Linked DNA regions of Gossypium hirsutum: region 1 is linked to region 2. Evidence: chromatin contacts called from public Hi-C data. All regions are on one chromosome and are shown on one strand. The core of a region is the stretch at or near the end of the contact, and the rest is flanking DNA. Distances in the headings are between cores, read along the strand shown. Region 1 holds the start of LOC121218309 (indole-3-pyruvate monooxygenase YUCCA6). Region 2 has its middle 78 kb from the start of LOC107901557.

Region 1 (2,700 bases), core at 129-2,628, 170 kb after region 2:
ATACATATAGTCAATGTGAGTATATTAATTCCAAGCTTGAAAAGGAGAAAGGAAGAAAATCAAAGATAAAACATGTGTTGATGACTTGGGGACAAGTTATACATAGAACTGAACAAAATGCACATGCATTGCAATCTCACCTTTTTATCCTTTTTTTACTTTCACTTGAAATAATAATGTCACTAAATCTAATCCCCCATGATTACAGAACCGGCCCCAAGAATCAAAGAAAATACCATAATATAATTAATTAATTCTACTTATTCAACACCATTGGATCTGGCTGACATCTTCGCTGCATTTCAACCTTCACGGATGGTAAAATTTAAATTGCTCGATCATTTTGAATCCATTGAGTGGATTTAAAAAAAAAAAAAAGATTTAGGGTGTATATTTTCTTCTAAATAGTGGGTATGGAATAGTTATGATAATTGCTTACCCTAATACCTCAATTCAACCCACTCCATTATATAAAATTATCATTTTATCTTTGTATATATAGATTATTAGAAGGTAAAAAGGTAAAAACGTAATATAGAAGAAAATTTATATATTTTATTTTTAAATATTTTTTGAAGAATTATATTTAAATATTTATTTGACTTTAAAAAGATTGAAAATATTAAATATAAGTAACAAAAATTAAATTGAATTGAAGCGGGAATAGATGAATCCAACATCCATAGAGGTAATAAAAATTTTCAAAATTATGCATTCATAATTGAGCGGGATGGATGATAGAACAAAACTTGCCAACCATGAAACGGTAATAAATTTAACAATATTCGCATTGTTCCATTGCCATCCCTACCCCTTGCTCAAGTCCAACCTATGATTGCCAAGCATAATAAAAATAAAAATAAAAACTCCAAATCCAGTGAGAATCCTACCAACAATCTTCTAGATTAATGACTGTTTTAACTTATCTTAATCAGGATTATTTATTAAGAAAGGATTATTTTCACCATACGTCCCCTTAAATTTTCAAACATTTTAATTGAATCCTCAAAATTTTAATATCATATTAATCAAGTCCTTCCATCAACCTAATCGACATTTTGAAAGTGTATTTAATACAAATTGATCAAATTTTAAACATCATTAAAATCTATGATAGATACATACATGCACATATTATAAATATTTTCCATATATCATATCAAAACTAGTCTTCTAGCACACCTGAGTCACGATTAAATAACAATTTTTGATACTATATTGATAATACAAATAAAAAGAATTTAATAAACCAAAGGGAGGTTTAGTTCACAATTTTGGGGGGTTAATAAAAAGAATAGATGTAATGTGATGTCCCCACTTGAATTCTTTTTTAGCCTCCTTTACCACTTAAATTTTAATTCCCCCTCATATGTTTCTATGTATGAAATGAATTTTTGAGTGAACAAAAGGAATATAGAGAGAGAGAGAGTTATACACATATCACCGTCTCTTTGTTTCATTCCTTCCGTCTCTGTTTCACTCTCTTTCTCTCTCTTTCTCAGTCTTCAAATGCTGTTTAAGCCATTACCTGCTTAGCCCCAAATCATAGATCAAACAACTGAATTTTTCAACTCTAAGTGGATCACAACTCTCCAATATATAAAGGCCACACACAAAAACCTAATCTCCCTTTAAAGAGAGTAAATTTATCACTAAACCTCCGCCTAATCTTCTCCTACAACAACATACACCACGTTTTTTCTTGTCAAAATAACATGGTTTCTCTTCAGTTTTGTTTTTTCTCTTAAGCTCCACCACCCCCTTTTCTTTGCTCTTAGTCTTAGCAAACCCCAAAATTAAGGTAGCTTCACTTCTTCTTTTGTATTCCATGGACAGCTTGAGAGAAATAGAAGGAAAACAAGCTCATGATCCTATATTCATTGAGAAGATGAATAAACCGTGTTCTCGGTCGTCGCGTTGCGTATACGTTCCGGGGCCACTCATCGTCGGAGCAGGGCCGTCTGGTCTGGCGGCGGCGGCTTGTTTGAAAGCCAAAGGTGTACCCAGTGTAATCCTAGAGAGATCCAATTGCATAGCATCGTTGTGGCAATTCAAGACCTACGATCGCCTACACCTTCACTTGCCGAAGCAGTTTTGCGAGCTCCCACTCATGGGGTTCCCTACCGACTTCCTTACGTACCCTACCAAACAACAATTCGTCGACTACCTCGAATCCTATGCCAAGAAGTTCGATATCAGGCCACGGTTCAACGAGACGGTTTCGCGAGCCGAGTACGACCCGACGGTCGGTTTTTGGCGCGTAAGAAGCGTGAGGTCGAAGGGAAAAGAGACGGAATACGTTTGCCGGTGGCTGGTGGTTGCGACGGGGGAGAATGCGGAGGAGGTGGTGCCGGAGATAGAAGGAATGGGAGAGTTCGGTGGGGATATAAGGCATACGAGTTCATATAAAAGTGGGGAAGAGTTTAGAGGGAAAAGGGTTTTGGTGGTGGGGTGTGGGAATTCAGGCATGGAGGTCTGTTTGGATCTCTACAATCACAATGCTAAGCCTTCAGTTGTGGTCAGAGATACAGTAAGGAAAAAAAAACCCCTCTTTTTAACCACGGCTATGGCGTCTCTCTTTCTTCCCCTTTCTTTTCTATTTTCTCTATAAACAGTTAAAGCTAAAAATCAACCCACTAAAGGATATTGATAATTTTTAATTTTGAGTTGTTTTATAATAAAGTTCATTACAGTAAACAA
Region 2 (2,700 bases), core at 3-2,502:
CCCAACATGATTGATTGGGCCATTTCATCGCTAAAGGCATCTAATTTGAATGAAATCAACAGTTTTGTCAATAATGTGTTTAAAATTTCTTATTGGACCTTTTATCAGAGTTTTAGCATGGGTTAGGCCTTTTGGGAGTTCTATTTTGTTGAAACTATGAGTCGTATAATGGGTATAGATTTACATGTATTTAAGTCTTTTTCTTTTTTCTTTTGAGATTCTGGCCCAACTAAGCTTTTGCGCGCCGCTAAATAAATATATAAAAGAAAATTTAATTGCATCATCCATCTCTAAATTATTATTTAATTTTTAAATTATACTAAATTTCATTGTCTCAATTGATTCATCAAATTATTAGTAGTTTAGACATTAAATGTTAACTTACATATGATATTGTACATATTTAAATGGATTAAATTTAAATATGTGTATACTTATCAGATGGACAACTTGAATTTAACGTGTTAAAACAAATTGTTCGTATAAATTTTATTTACGTCTTTTTTTCCTAATATGTTATTATTTATACAATATATACACACGTATTAAAAATTTGATCAACATATTTAAATATAGCCCACGTTAGATTCAAACTAACACTTAATATCCAACCTAATAACTTGTCCGAAGAACCTAACTAATATGAAACTAGAACTTTAAGCACTCAGCTAGAATGTAAAGCCATTTGGAGCAATTACCTCAAAATAAATTATGGAAACTAATTACTAAAAAAACTATGTGATTATAGAATTTGGTTGAAGCCAAAAAGTACATAATCATTATTTAATGGTAAATTAATTTATTTTAAAGATTAAAAACAAAGCTTAAAAAGCCTTAATAGTTGTATCCTTTTTGGGTTAGTTAAACAGTAGGAAGATGCATAAAGTTTTAGCCTTGTAGGTACTTTTTTGTTTTTTTTTGGAAGGTTGTAGGTACTTGCTTTTAGTTCCAATATGCTTTGCCCATCTTCTTACCTAAATTCTAAGCAAGTCTTTGCATGTGATAAAAGCAAACCAAAATGAACACGTTTGGTTGGACATCCATTTAAATTGATCAAATTTCATTGTAATCCTTCTACTACGTTGAAATTTCAGATTTAATCTCTTTAATCTGACATAATTTTATTTATCTATTTTTATAACGTTGCTAGTAAGTATACATTGAGAACATCGTTAGTTGTTACCGTTAAAGGGATTGTATGATTTAAAAAACAATTTTAAATAATTGACTAACATGTAAATTTATTATTACTTGAATTGGTATTGTCAAAATCGCTAGGCGGACTCAAGGCTATAAGACCCTTAAATAACCTAAGGTGCAAGGTGCAAAAAAATGCTCGCCTTAACATCACTAACTTTAATATGGTGGGAAGTGGTTTTGATGCATCTAGCTCCGTATGAGTGTCTTGGCGCCTAAACATCACTAACTTGAATATGGTTGTCTAAATTTTTACATAGCTTTGATTGTGTGACTGAATAACAGTAAAAAAAAATCACATCTCCACTCTAATGGAAGCATTTAATAATGTTATCAATTTGTGCATATTAAAAGTATGCTCAGTTATGTTATGATAAAAGTTGAAGCCATAACAAATGAAATAACAACAAGACTTTGCACACATAGACTGCCAACACAATTCATGCTTAACCTATATCTGTGGAGCCTTGCTTAGAGAACCATTTCACTAATATCAACATAGTATAAAGAAACAATTATTTAAGCCTAACCCTCTAACTTTCAAGTTGCAACCTCCCATTACATATTTTCTCTATCACTTAGTAGGTATTATACAGTCATTCAAAGATGACAATCTCAACAAGCAAATTCCTTACTTGAGCAAATAGATTTAATCACTAACATAAAAATCATATCACATAATTCAATAATGTAGATCATTTAAATAACCAACTCACTAAGATTGATGAGCTCATTCAACTTCTGTTTTAAACACTCATCATTTAAATAACCAAATCTCTTTTTCACGTCAACAACAAACTCTTCAAAATTACTAGGACTTCTCACACCTTATCTTCCATAGTATTAGAAATCATATGGAGTTTATATGCCTTAGCTTCTTATCCCATGAAGAGAAAGTTATTTAAGCTCTTATACTTGACATTCTAATTTTTTTTACTACATAAAACATTAGTGAAACTAATACAAAAATAAAGTAAAAATTTTTCCAACTAAAGTTAGTGTTATGCTAGAGAATTGTGGTTGCCAATGTTGGCACAAGTCAAGCCACTTCATCTATACAACAACTCTAAATCCTAACAATATCCCCAATTTGGCATTTTTGGTAAATCTTAAAACACAAGCAAAAAGTAATTACAACCAGAAGAGCAGAGAGATTAGTTAAACAATTTCAAATCTCCCTAACAATAATAAAATGCCTTTAAAGCTTAAACAAAAATTAAAAAAAAAAAACAAACCAAAGTTTAAAATTTGAAATAACAATCCATGAACCCAATAAAAAAACAAAAAAAAAACCAACAAAAATTCCCCTAAAAATCTCACTCCTATGTCTCTACTCATTTTTCGAAAAGAAAATCCAATAAGGGACTTTAAAGTTCTTCAATTTCCAGATCTTGAATGTATTGTATGACATCGAGCTTTTCTCTTGTTAATGCTCAGTAGCAGGGATTTTAGAAAATCCAATAAATATTATTTGGTGTTCTAACTCTTTCTGCACAAGGTAAA

What was found. A called contact is a pair of places that touch in the nucleus more often than the background predicts.
Region 1: a contact with region 2 is called in a Hi-C map of leaf, with 2.5 times the contacts expected there. The contact joins the promoter of LOC121218309 here to the enhancer-like site in region 2. A contact is called at or near these places in 5 of 34 Hi-C or Micro-C datasets (anther and leaf).

The regions. Positions count from the first base shown.
Region 1 is chrD06:21,667,974-21,670,673 of Gossypium_hirsutum_v2.1, forward strand. It overlaps LOC121218309 (indole-3-pyruvate monooxygenase YUCCA6), which reads left to right and starts at 1,379. Exons shown (of 4, transcript XM_041095366.1): 1 at 1,379-2,530. The coding sequence starts at 1,829.
Region 2 is chrD06:21,493,474-21,496,173 of Gossypium_hirsutum_v2.1, forward strand. No RefSeq gene overlaps it. Among protein-coding and RNA genes, the nearest start is that of LOC107901557, 78 kb to the left of the region's middle. Within about 2 kb of position 1,253, at least 3 of the 9 cell types and tissues checked have an H3K27ac peak or open chromatin away from gene starts, as enhancers often do. A contact at or near this core is called in leaf, where this site is marked.